Linked DNA regions of Canis lupus: region 2 is linked to region 1. A link is a contact called in public Hi-C data. All regions are on one chromosome and are shown on one strand. The core of a region is the stretch at or near the end of the contact, and the rest is flanking DNA. Distances in the headings are between cores, read along the strand shown.

Region 1 (6,474 bases), core at 2,444-4,943:
AGTAAAATATTTTTAAAAAATAAGTAAAGGGGATCCCTGGTTGGCTCAGCAGTTTGGTGCCTGCCTTCAGCCAAGGGTGTGATCCTGGAGACCCGGGATCGAGTCCCACATCGGGCTCCCTGCATGGAGCCTGCTTCTCCCTCTGCCTGTGTCTCTGCCCCCCTCTCTCTCTCCCTGTGTCTATCATGAATGAACGAACGAACGAATGAATAAATAAATACATACATACATACATACATACAAATGGTGAGGATGCAGAACTTCTGATGAAAATGTAAAATGTGGAACCCCATCTAGCGGTTCGTCCTCAAACCCAGCAATCCCACGTTTGTGCCTATACCCAAAAGAAGTGAAGGCAGGGACTCAAGCAAATGTTTACACACCGATGTTCACAGAAGCATTAGTCACCACAGCCAAAAGGTGGGAACAACCCAAATGCCCGTCTATGCATGAATCGATCAACAAAATGGTCAGCAACAAACTGTTATAACGAATATAATACAAACAAAACGTTTACACCAATTGAAAGTATTTAATACAGGAGAAGATTACAATTCCTAGACAAGAATGTATTTTTTTGGACAAAACACACAATTCCTATTTTTAAAAGATTATTTATTTATTAATGACAGACACAGAGAGAGGGAGAAGGAGAGGGAGAGGGAGAGGGAGAGGGAGAGGGAGAGGGAGAGGGAGAGGGAGAGGGAGAGGGAGAGGCAGGCTTCTTCCTGCAGGGAGCCCGACGCGGGACTCGATCCTCGGGCCCCAGGATCACGCCCCGGGCGAAGGCAGGCGCTCCACCACTGAGCCCCCCAGGCGCCCCCCAGAATTTCTAAATTTGATAAAACTTTATACACAGGGTTACATAAACAAACTTAACTCCAAAAAGACTAAAAAAAAAAAAAAAAAAACTCACACCTACAAATCAATAAGAAAACCTGCGGAGGCCACAACCCAAACCCCCGAGGGTGGCGTGCGCGCGCCCCCGCAACGAGCACGAGTCCACGGAACAATGTTAGTACCAAAAAGCGTAAAGAATCAAAGTAGGGCGGTGTGTGCAGCAGGCAAGCCCCCCCCCCCCGGGTTCCTCACTCGCACTCAGCGTAGGACGACGATCCCACGAGGCCGCGGCGGCCGCACCCCGAGAGCCCCCCCAGGGATGCGCGCCGGCGCCCCGGGAGACCCGACCCTCTGCCCTGCCCCCAGGCTCGCCCGCGGGGTGTGGGGGGGCAAGGCAAGCTTAGCTAAGGTACTGGCCCCTTGCGAGGTGGCCCTGGGGCGGCCGCGGGGGCTGCCGGGGCCCTTGGCGCGAGGCCCGGGCGCGGGCGCCGGACGAGGGGTCGCTGCGCTGCAGGCGCACGAGCCGCCCGAAGTCCCCGCGGCCGCCGAGCCGGAGCTGCCGGGGCCGCTGGGCCGGGGGTCAGCACGGCCCCCCGCGAGTCTCCCCGGCCCCCGCCGGCGCCCAGAAACCACACGGGACACGGAGGTGCGGGCGGCCGCGGCCAGCGTGATGCGCTAGGCGGGCAGCAGGCCGCGCGCGCGCAGCTCGAGCAGCGGGGACAGCGTGTAGCGCAGGCGGCGCCAGGCGGAGGCCGAGCCGCAGCGCGGGAGCCCGCGGAGCGCGCAGGGGTCCGCCCGCAGCACGTGGAGCAGCGGCAGCGCCAGGAAGCCGAGCGGGAGCAGCAGCAGCGTCTGCAGCGCGCCGCGCGCCCAGCACCTGCGGACCCAAGGACGGACGGACGGACGGACAGGCGGGCGGTGGCGGGGGAGCCGAGGGGTGGGCCCGGGCCCCGCGCGCCCGCCGCCGGCTCACCTGATGCCCGCCCTGCCGGCGCCACCGACAAGCCGCCTCTCCTGCGGAGGGAAGGAGCCGCGTCTAGCTGGGCGCCCGGCGGGGCCGCGGGCTCCAAGGGGCGCGAGTCGGGAGGGACCCAGTCCCCCCGCCGCGCGTGTCCGGGGGGGGCTCGCCAGTCCGTCGGGGGCGGGCCCTCGGGGAGGTGGGGCCCCGGGGGCGCGGGTGGGCCCCGTGGGGCGGTCCCGCCCGCCGCCCTCCGCCCGCCCCGCCGGGGCCCGCGCTCACGCAGTCGGCCCTGGCCACCTCCTCCATGAGCGAGCCCGCGCAGTCCTGCACCCGGCGCGGCTGGGAGTCGCACCTGCCGGGAGGGCGCCGAGGTGGGCGGCCGGACTCGCCCCGCCGTCGCCCCACCGCACCCCGGCCCGGGCCGCTTACACTTCGGCGCCGCCCCGCGAGGCGTCCAGCGCGGCCGCCGCCTCCATCACCTTGGCCTGCAGCTCCTGGGGAGGTGGGCGAGGCCTCAGGACCCGCGGGGGAGCTCGCGGCGGGGCGCCGCAGGCTGGGGGCGCCGGAGCGGCTCTCGGCGGAGGGGCGGTACCTGCAGGACGCCGCTCTGCTCCTGGAAGCTGGCCCAGGCCTCCTCCGTCCGCTGCGCGCCCTGGGGGGAGGGAGCCCCGATGAGCCCCGGGTAGCACAGCCTCTGCGCCCCGCACCCGGCCCGGCCCCGCGCTCCGCCCGCACCTGCCGCAGGCTCTCCGCCTGCTCGGCGTGCTTGGCCTCCACCAGCTCCACTTGTTTCTTCCGGCGGATCCAAGGAACGTCAGGAGTCTGGGGCGCCCGCGACCCCGCCCCCGCCCCCGCCCCCGCCCCCGCCCCCAGACTGTCATGCCCCCCACCCCGCGCCGCCGCTCGCGTCTTGGGAGGGCCCCCCACCCAAACACCTGCAACGCCATCAGCTGGGTCCCGAGTTGCTGCTCTGCGTGCTGCTGACTCAGCTGTTCGCCTCCGTAGTAGAAGAGCTGGGGATGGGGTCTGTGAGCGCGGGGTCGGGGGCTTGGAGGGGCGGGGACTGTCCTGGGCGGCGGGACCCCAGGGACTTCCTCGGGGACGCCGGAGCCCGAGGCCCGCCCCCTAGTGTACCTGACTCGACAGCTCCTCCCACTGCTCCTGCAGCTGCTGGTTGTGCTGCTCCTGCGGGTGGGGTCGAGGGGGCTGCCTGGGCCTCTCGGAGACCCCGGCCTCGCGGGGGGCCGGGCACCACCCGCGGCCCCGCCGTACCCCACGCGGGGCCCCCCCGCCGCACCCCACCCGGGGCCCCCCCGCCGCACCCCACCCGGGGCCCCGCCCGCACCAGGTCCTGCTTGCGCTGCTCCGCCGCCTCCAGCAGCCCGCGCGCTCGCTCCGCGCCCTCCCGCGCCGCCTCGCGCGCCTCCCCGCGCAGGGCCCGCGCCGCCTGGTTTCGCTTCCGCTGCAGGCTGCAGAGGGGAAACTGAGGCGGCGCCACGGCGCTCGGGCCCCCGCGGCCTCCGGGAAAGGCCAGCCGCGAGCGCGGCCGAGGAAGCCCGTGCCGGGTGCTGACCCTCCCCGTCGTGGGTCCCCACCCTCCAGGCCCCGCCGGCCTAGGGCGGAGGTTGGCGCCCGGGCGGGGAGGAGGAACCGACGAGCCGGCCGCCCCCTCCGCCCAGCCGCGGGCGCCGCCTTCCGTGGGACCGACCCCCGCGCACCTGCGCTCGCGCTCGCGCAGACCCTGCAGGCGCCCGGTGAGGCTCTCGCTCTCGGCCTCGAGCCCGCGCACCAGCTCCTCCAGCTCCTGCTTCCGCAGTCGCCCGTCGCGGTTGTCCTTCTGCAGCTGCAGCAGCAGCTCCTGCGCCTCGGCCATGGCTCCGGGGGCTCGGTCCCCCCGCCGCTGCGGGCCTCGGGGACCCGGCGCGCGGGCGGCGTCACAATGGGCGGCAGGGGGCGCCCGAGCGCAGGCCCCGGGCCGCGGCAGCCGCGAGTCCGGCGGGAGCAAGCTACGTCCCTCGTGCAACAAACGTTACGCAAGAGCCCAAATCGGATCCGCACAAGGTCGATAAAATACTAATACCTAATGCAGAAAAACGAAGAAAGACTGATTCCCAGTATTGACGATGGAACTTGCAAACTCTCCCCGAGCGTAGACATCAGTCACACCTCACTGGATGGAACGCCCGAGATCTATGCATTTCACCGTATGTAATTAGGTTTCATTTAAAAACCCACTTGGGGATCCCTGGGTGGCTCAGAAGTGGGCGCCTGCCTTCGGCTCGGGTAGTGATCCCGGGATCCGGGATCGAGTTCCCGCATCGGGCTCCCGGCGGGGAGCCTGCTTCTCCCTCTGCCTGTGTCTCTGCCTCTCTCTCTGTGTCTCTCACGAATAGATAAATCTTTAAAAAATAAATAAATAAAAATAAAAACCCACTTGGAACAAAAAAGACACCGTGGACAAATGCTACAAATGGGTGACAGGATAGAAAAAGATCTTTGTCATCAGAGCATTAGTAACTAGAGTATATGGGAAACCCATATAGGGTTTCATAGGGGCCACTATGAGACCAAACATCAAAGGGACGGATGGGGCATTGCCCCGAGGGGAGCCCACGAACGCCCAGGAAGAGTCTGAAGACATGCTCTGCATTTTCCATCAACCAGAGCAGCCAACAGAGTAACAGTCAGTTGACATCAAATATAAGCAATGATGTGAGTGAACCTGGTAGCCCTGTGCATCGACCTCGGGTCACTGGGGGAGCTGTGGGGTAGGAGCAGTGACTGGGTATGTGGCCCTCCAGGATCCACAATTTAGCTGTGGAGTATATGCCCCAGAGGAACTTTCTGACATGTTTGCAGAGCATTGGGAACTGCCCAAGGGCGCCTCCAACGTGTAATTAAAGACTGAAATATGATATATGAAACTATTTATATATTTTTAAGATTTTATTTATTCATGAGAGACAGAGAGAGAGGCAGAGACACAGGCAGAGGGAGAAGCAGGCTCCGTGCAGGGAGCCCGACGTGGGACTCGATCCGGAAACTCATCAGAGATCACGCCCTGAGCCGAAGGCAGACGCTCAACCACTGAGCCACCCAGGCGTCCCACCATATGAAACAATTTATAAAGGAATCCCACAGAGCACCTAAAATGAACTAGGATCTACTAAGATCAACATGAAGAGACCTGAAAATAATGTCGATGCTTAAAAAATAGCAAGTAGAAGGAGATGTGCAGGGGATTTACATAAACTACATAGGCAGGGGCGAGTGAGTCCCAGGGGGTGGGGAGGAGGAGGGGGGATGGGGTGGGAGGAGGGGGCTGTGCAGGGACAGGGGCTGAGGGTGAGGGCCGCGTGCTGTACCTCAGGGGCCCAGCGGAGAGTCACCACGACTCGCAGGTGTCAAGGGGAGCTAGGTTGCTTCTCACTAATTCTGAGAAGTGTAAGCAAGACCGAAGTCACTTCGGGTTATTTATACAGGAGCAGGAGTGGGCAGGACTGGCCAGACTTCCCTGCAGTGGGGGGGGGGGGGGGGGTAGGGATTGGGGCACTGGAGAGTGCCTGGGACAAGTCAGGGATAGTGGGGGGCACCTGAGTCGGGATCTGGCAACCAAGCCTCTTGGTGGGCTCCTCTCACACTGTCACTCACGCGGCCCTGCTGCCCCCGTGTTGAGCCCCTCACGGGAGCAGCGCCCCTACCCCGTTCCTGCTGGGCCAGGGCTGCTTCTGCTGCTGGGCGGGAAGGTTCCTTGGGACCCAGGGAAGCCTGGTTAGAGCCCCCCGCCCCGTGGGGGGCATGAAAAGCTCCAGACGCTGGAACGAGAGGCAGGCACCGGTCCCCTACACACAGACCCTGGCTCTCTCCCGCCAGCTGGGTGACTGGCGACAGGGTCCCCGAGCCGTGGTGTCCCAGTTTCCTCACCTGTACAGGGCAGCTGGTGCAGGCTCTCCCTCAAAGGAGTTCACACAGTTAAGCCTCTGGGCCCTGAGCCCCAGCACCCCGGGCCTCCGGGTCGTCACCTGGCTCTCACACTGGGACTTGTGTCTCCACCTGTACCTGTGCGGTCCCAGATGGTGGCCGTCGGGCGCTGGAGAGTGGCCGGTCCGAGCCAAGATGTGGCCCGCTGTACACACGCCTCTCATCGTGCACCCAGCCGCAGCGCTCGCCACTCTGGATCTCACGGTCTGAGTGGGACCCTCGTGCTGGGCGTGGAACTTACTTTGAAAAGTAACACAGCGGGCAGCCCTGGTGTCACAGCCGTTTAGCGCCTGCCTTCAGCCCGGGGTGTGATCCTGGAGACCCGGGATCGAGTCCCGCGTCGGGCTCCCTGCATGGAGCCTGCTTCTCCCTCTGCCTGTGTCTCTGCCTCTCTCTGTCTCTATCATGAATAAATAAAATAAAATCTTTCTTTTTAAAAGTAGAACAAGGGGATCCCTGGGTGGCGCAGCGGTTTAGCGCCTGCCTTTGGCCCAGGGCGCGATCCTGGAGACCCGGGATCGAGTCCCACGACGGGTTCCCAGGGCATGGAGCCTGCTTCTCCCTCTGCCTGTGTCTCTTCCTCTCTCTCTCTCTGTAACTATCATAAATAAATAAAAATTTAAAAAAAATTTTAAAAAAAGTAAAACAAAAAACTCCGTGCATCTTGTTAATAGTTTGCATACTGGTTACAT
Region 2 (6,474 bases), core at 2,501-5,000, 150 kb after region 1:
GAACAGGTAGCTTCAAAGTCCTGCTCTATCACTCGTACTTCTTGGTCTGTAAGATGGGGATATTGGTCCCTGTGCATAGGGGATTATGTGAAATTAAATGAGACAGGAAAGATCATTGTTCCATCTGCCCTTCCACACTCCACAGTGGGGCAGACTCCTTGCTCCCAAGAACTCTCTACCACCTTCCCCATCTGCTGCTTGCACCTCCTGATCCAAGACACTTGAGCCCCAGTGACGGGGCATGCCCACATCACCAGGTCTAGTGAAGAGTCCTGTATCCCATTTCCACAGAAGACTGTTCCTCCTGGAAAATTTTAAATAGGTTTGTAGGACCTCCTCAGATCTGCCCCTAGGATGGCAAAGGGATGCTTGTTTAGAACAGGTGGCTTTTGGGGTGCCTAGGTAGCTCAGTCAGTTAAGCCTCCAACTCTTGATTTCAGCTAAGGTCTCGATCTCAGGGTCCTGAGCTCATGCCCCACATTAGGCTCCACTCTGGGTATGGAGTTGACTTAAAAAACAACAATCAGGTGACTTTTTAAATAAAATTTGAGATTATATTATCTTTCAAAAAGTAGCCTGGTGAGACATTCTTCTCCCAACCTCCCTCCCCCCAAAATAATAAACTTAAGCATGAACAAAGCCAGAACATGGAGTGTTTTGTGTATCTATTCTGTTATAATAACCAGGTTTGGGCCCTGAAGGAGTTGCCTTTGGTCTTTCTTGTGTCTGTAAACATTTTCTGGGCAGTGTTTAAAAACCACCCAAGTTTACAAGACATACTTTATTTATTTTTTTTATTTATGAGAGTCACACAGAGAGAGAGAGAGAGAGAGGCAGAGACATACGCAGAGGGAGAAGCAGGCTCCATGCACCGGGAGCCCGACGTGGGATTCGATCCCGGGTCTCCAGGATCGTGCCCTGGGCCAAAGGCAGGCGCCAAACCGCTGCGCCACCCAGGGATCCCTACAAGACATATTTTAATACAGTGGTCTCTCTCCACTACATCTGAATAAGGAAGATGGTTGGCAGGCCCCAGGCTCAGATGTCACAGGGCCAACCTGCCTGCAGCCAAGATGGGTTGCCAAAGCTCTGGCAGCCATTCTGAGCCACAAGGACCTAGACACAGAGGTGACAGGGGCCTGCCGAAGGGAGTATGTTACTGGACCCCCGCCCCGCCACCTGGTTCCTGGCTGTCCCAGGGCTTGACACTGGCCCCCTTTCTTTGCACTAAAGGACATTATGCTTGTCAGGGGCATGGTGGGGAGGGCTCCAGGAATGTTTCCAGAGTGGCTTCTCCAGGGATCCCTTCCCCATGACTCTTGGAGTCTAGGTCGTGCAGGGTGCAGAGCTGTACACCCTCCTGTGCAAGTCGGGTCCGAAGTGTGGGCGCGGTGAGGACACGCAGTTCATGCAGCCGCTCCCAAGAGCAGGAAAAGGCATCGGGGCCCTCGCCGCAGCCCCCAGCTGGAGGCACACTGGGGTAGCCGGGGTGGGCCATCAGCTCGGCTGTCAGGGTACGGCCGGTGGGTATGCCTTCCAGGGCCCGCGCTAGTGCTCCTGATACGCGGTGAGCAGACATGTGCCGGCCGCAGGTGCTCAAGCCCACGAAGGCATCCGTCCACCTGCGGGTATGGGTCATCAGCGGCAAGGACCAGCAGGGCTGTGATGGGCAGGGCTGGGGTTGGGGGGGCCACGCCAGTGGAGGCCTGAGGAACTGACACAGCTGTCAGGTGAACTGCCAGCAGGACCCACGGGGATATGGGCGGGACAGGGGCCTCACCGTAGGCCGTAGCGGGAGAAGGGGCCCATGGCGGCCCGGGCGTCGCGCTCCACCGCACAGGCGAAGGCACGCGCGGGGGCTTCGAGCCACGCGCAGCCGCCCACCCCGCGCTCCACCGGCAACCGCGTGAAGCGCACCCCGTTGGCCTGCAGCGCCTCTGCGAACACCTGGCACACGCCTGCGGGCGGGGAGGAGGCAGGATGCAGCACCGGGGGGGGGGGGGGGGGGGGGGGGGGGGGGGGGGGGGACGCTTAGGACCCGGGACCACCTCTCACCCGTAGCCCCCGCCAGGGAACAGTGTCCACCCCCACCAACCTGGGAGCACGTGCACGTGCTGGTGCCCGTCCACGTGAGTGGGGTCCCCGCCCAGGAGCTCCCGGAAGCGAATCAGCTGGGCCTCCAGCTCCTCCCGCACCTGGACAGAGGACAGACAACAGGCACCTTGGAAGTCAGGGAGCAGCGACGTAGGAGGCTCCCTCCAGGTGCCCCCGCGTGGCTGCTCCAGTCTGAGTCAGGAGAGCGTCCATCGCACGCCCCTGCCCCTAACGGCTTCACGGGACCCTCGGGGTGGAGCCGTGGAGGTCATCGCGAGCCCCTTCCGGCAGCCGCATCTCCGCACCTGGGGCAAGGCGACGCCTCCGGCCGCCACTGCCTCTCGAAATCCCATCTTGCCGAGGAAGAAGCCTTCGGGGCTGAGCAGCGTCGAGGCGCCGTGGCAGGCCGGGCCCACGGGGCGGCCCTCGGACAGGTTGGCGTGGAGGCCGGTGGGGATTCGGTACCTGCAGGCGGAGCGCGAGCCGGAGCCTGGGCTGCGGCCCGGCGGCGGCTCCCCAAGCCCGCCCGCCCCCGCAGGGTGCCGCCGCTCACCTGCCGGCCAGCTCCGCCGCGCTCTCTGCCGCTGCGCCGTTGACCAGCAGAGACACGCTGGTCACAGCCCCCGCCAGAAAGGCCTCTACGATGCCCTCATCGCGCCGCGGGCAGTAACCAAAGTCGTCCGCGGTGACCACCAGCCGCACTCGCGGGCGGGCCATGGCCACTCCCGCCGAGGCTGGGGACCCCAGAGCACCGGATCCAGGCCCCGCCCCCAGACGCAGCCCAGGCTCCGCCCCGCGCGCTCCCCGACGCGGCTGCTCGCGGCCTTTGTTCTCACCGCCCACCGCCCCGCGGTGGCCCCTGCGACGATGCCCTCCCACCCTGCGGGGCGCTGCCCTAACCCGACCGTGGCCGGTTTTATCCTAACGCGGGACTTTCAGGAACTGCAAAAAATGGTCTTAATGTGAAAAATACGAGGACGCCTGGGTGGCTCAGTTGGTTGAGCATCTGCCTTCGGATCAAGTCATAGTGTCAGGGCCCTGGCATCCAGCCCCGGGTTGGGCTCCCTGCTCAGCCTGGAGTCCGCTTCTCCCTCTCCCTCTGCCCCTCCCCCCTGCTCGTACTCGCGGGCTCGCTCTCTCTCTCTCAAATAAATAAAAAATTTAAAAGAAATGAAAAATACAGGAGGGAAAACCCTATTGGAAAAAAAAAAATCTCGGGATCCCTGGGTGGCGCAGCGGTTTGCCGCCTGCCTTTGGCCCAGGGCGCGATCCTGGAGACCCGGGATCGAATCCCACGTCGGGCTCCTGGTGCATGGAGCCTGCTTCTCCCTCTGCCTGTGTCTCTGCCTCTCTCTCTCTCTCACTGTGTGCCTATCATAAATAAATACAATTAAAAAAATAAACAAGAAAACTTGCATACCAATGGCTTTGTTTGAGAAAGCCTTAGTCCCTAATTCCACAACTTGAGCTCTGTGCCAGACTACAGTTTTACATTCATAATCTCATTTTTTTCTTCTTCTATGGTCCACAAAAACTTTCCTTGCTGATGACTCTACAAATAGTCACCATGGTTGACAGTGAGAGGTTTCATTGTGATGTGGCTGTTTTGATGCACCTGATGGAAAGTGCAGCATTTGTATCCAGCCCAGGGGATTGGTAATGTCTTTCTTGTTTTACAGAAGAGGAAACTGATGCTCAGAGGGGAGAAGTGTCTTGCCCAAAGTGACCCTTCCAGGAGTAGTGGAGCTGGGACTGGCCTCCAAAGCTCTGGGCCTACTCTGGTTGTCTACTTCCTACCTGTACCTTGGGTCAAGGGCAGAGAGGGCAAAGCTGAGCTTGAGCATAACAAATCATATGCTCCTCATGGGATGTTTTACAGATCAGAAGCCCCATATTGAGCTCTTCATCAGCCTCTTGGCATAAGGATTGTTGTGTTCAATTGTGATTATTGAATTGTTGGACTTCGACTATGTTTCTCCACTGGGATGCTGATCCTGGAAAGGCCAGAGGCCCTGATGGCAAGCAGATTGGAAAGAGGAAATTGACATTTATTCAATTAGAATAATTTTCTAATTTTAGAAATATTAGAGATGGGGGGGTGCCTCAGTTCCTTACCCCAAGGAGCACCATCTGGTAGACAAGTAGTAATGTGGTGTGGGAGAGTCTGGAATAGGGTTTTTGGTAATTCTGTTTTGGGTGGCACACCTTCTGGGAAGGCTTCTCAGAGGAGGGGACACCTGGGAGGGACATTAGGAGTTTACTAAGCCGAGGGGGAAAAGAGGGAAAGATACACAGGGCTTTTATTGGGCGCCGGGTGTGTTGCACGCAGTTTTGATTTAATCTCCATACTCCTGTATGAAGGATGCTCAACTATTTACAGAGGAGGAGCAAATGATCAGAGAGGTTGAGTCACGCTGGCAGGAAACAGCAGAGTTAGGAATTGAAGCTAGGTCTGTGACTTGGAACTGAGACTCTTACACTGCGCTCAGGGACACCGCGGAGGGGAGAGGGCTGAAGACATCCCCACCGGCGCTGGGGTCGTCCACACTGGGCAAGGGGAGAACCCTAGAAAGGAGCGGTCAGCAGGAAGCCCAGGACAAGGCAGCGACCGGAGTGCAGTTGAGGAAGGTGCTTGTGTCACTAGAGGAAGCCGTGGTTTTTACCCTTAGGGCTCCCCTCAGATGCAGAGCGCCGATCCGAGCTCCCGGTCCTCCGGCCTGGGTGAGCAGCCCCGAGCATCCACAGCGAATGTGGGCGGGGCGAAGACGGAGAGGCGGGGAGGGGCTTATCTGGGTCCCGCCCCCAGCCATTGTGCCGGGGGCTGGAAGGCCTTGCGAGCCAATCAGGACGCAGCATGTAAATAAGCAAGCGGGGCAGGTCCGGGTGACTCCAGAGCTCAGCGTCCGCACCCGGGAGAGGGTGCAGACTCCGCTAACTGGCACCCAGCGAGGCGCGGACTCTGGTGAGCAGGTTGGCTCTGGGCCAGGGGCAAACCCCAGGGAATTTGGGGTCTAAGAGAAGGGGAGGGTTGGACACACGCAGACCCAGACTTGGTCGGAGGCAGGATGCAGTCGTCCTTGGGGACCCCACCCCCGACGACTCTGGACACGGACAGTGCGCAGACGCCCAGGGGACCCCGAGCAGAGGAAGGGCCCGATGCGTGAAGGACGTGGGGTGAGGGGAGCGAGGGACCCGCAGACGCAGTGGCTGACAGACACGGGAGCGGTGGATCCATGGAGGCCTAGGCATACCCTCACGCCGTCCCCCGCTGGCGCAGAGAGGAATCCGTGGCTGTGCTCCGGCACCGGAGAGAAGAGGCGTATAGCTGGCCGGTCCACCCTCACCATGACCAGCTGCCACCACCATTCTGGATACTTGGCAGATGACGAGGCTGGCCACACCACCTACGTGGCCCGGGTACGTGTGTGCCGCAAGGCCCTGACTCCCAAGACCCCCAAAATGTTCCCTACCAGCTCCAGCACCCCAGATCACAGCCCCCCTTTCTCAGCATCTGTTGACCTCATCTCTGAGCCCCTTAGTCATCCTCATCACCTTAACCATTCCTCTGACATCCTGCTGGGCCCTGGTCACCCTCAACTTCATTCCCTGCATCCCCTCACCTCCAGCAGTTCTGAAGGAGTGTGGTAGATTGGTACCCAGAGCGCCGGAGCATGGAGTCTACTCAGGGCCCAAGGCTCAAAGCTTCAGAAGCAGCCATGAGGGGCCCAGGGGTCAGGACCACAGGTGGTCTGTACAGTGGAGGTAGGGCTGGTCTGCTCAGAGGACAAGTGAGGTGCCCAAGTAGAACTCAGAGGAGTTCGTGATTGCCCATTCCTGCCCTGTGTGAGGGCAAAGTGGGCTTTCAGACTCCCTGGCCACATCTCATATACATGAAATATATGTGGCAGGAGAGCATTGGGGTGATCCAAAATTGATCCCCACTTTGCAGAAGAGGAAATTGGACCTCAAGAGAGGCCATCATGCCCATGGTGTCACACCATGTGGCAGCAGAGCCAGGGTCCAGATCCAGGAACCTGCTGACTCCAAGACACACACCTTCTCCCATTACCCACTCCCACTCAACTCCTGGTGCCCTAGGAGGACTCCGAGGGACCCCTAGCCCTGTGGAACATCCCTGCCCTATGTGACATGCCTGTCTCCTCTGGTGCAGCCACCTAAGAAGCCACCCTTCCTGGAAATGGGGCAAGCCTACAAGTCGGGCCACATGCCACACCCACCATCAAGGTACACCCACGCAGACAGCTCGGGGCTCCGTGGCCACAGACGAAACCCAAGGGACCCTCGGCCCTTTGGTAGCTTCCTGGATTTTCTTGTCGAGGGTCAGGTGCTAGACAGCCTACAGACGGTGGTGGAGGAAGC

The links. Hi-C and Micro-C count contacts between places; a contact is called where the count stands out from the background.
Region 2: a Hi-C map of skin fibroblasts shows a contact between it and region 1, with 4 times the contacts expected there. The contact joins the promoter of CCDC116 here to the promoter of TMEM191C in region 1. A contact is called at or near these places in 3 of 9 Hi-C or Micro-C datasets (amygdala, blood and skin fibroblasts).

Annotation. Positions count from the first base shown.
Region 1 is chr26:30,924,785-30,931,258 of UU_Cfam_GSD_1.0, forward strand. It overlaps TMEM191C (transmembrane protein 191C), which reads right to left and starts at 3,694. Exons shown (of 10, transcript XM_038574536.1): 1 at 3,520-3,694; 2 at 3,147-3,270; 3 at 2,936-2,986; 4 at 2,737-2,814; 5 at 2,537-2,593; 6 at 2,394-2,453; 7 at 2,231-2,295; 8 at 2,081-2,153; 9 at 1,814-1,854; 10 at 1,516-1,717. The coding sequence starts at 3,674. The coding sequence ends at 1,516.
Region 2 is chr26:31,071,924-31,078,397 of UU_Cfam_GSD_1.0, forward strand. CCDC116 (coiled-coil domain-containing protein 116) reads left to right here and starts at 3,751. Exons shown (of 3, transcript XM_038575989.1): 1 at 3,751-5,056; 2 at 5,372-5,511. The coding sequence starts at 4,843. It overlaps YDJC (carbohydrate deacetylase), which reads right to left and starts at 2,883. Exons shown (of 5, transcript XM_038575982.1): 1 at 2,648-2,883; 2 at 2,400-2,559; 3 at 2,096-2,195; 4 at 1,781-1,958; 5 at 967-1,622. The coding sequence starts at 2,811. The coding sequence ends at 1,247.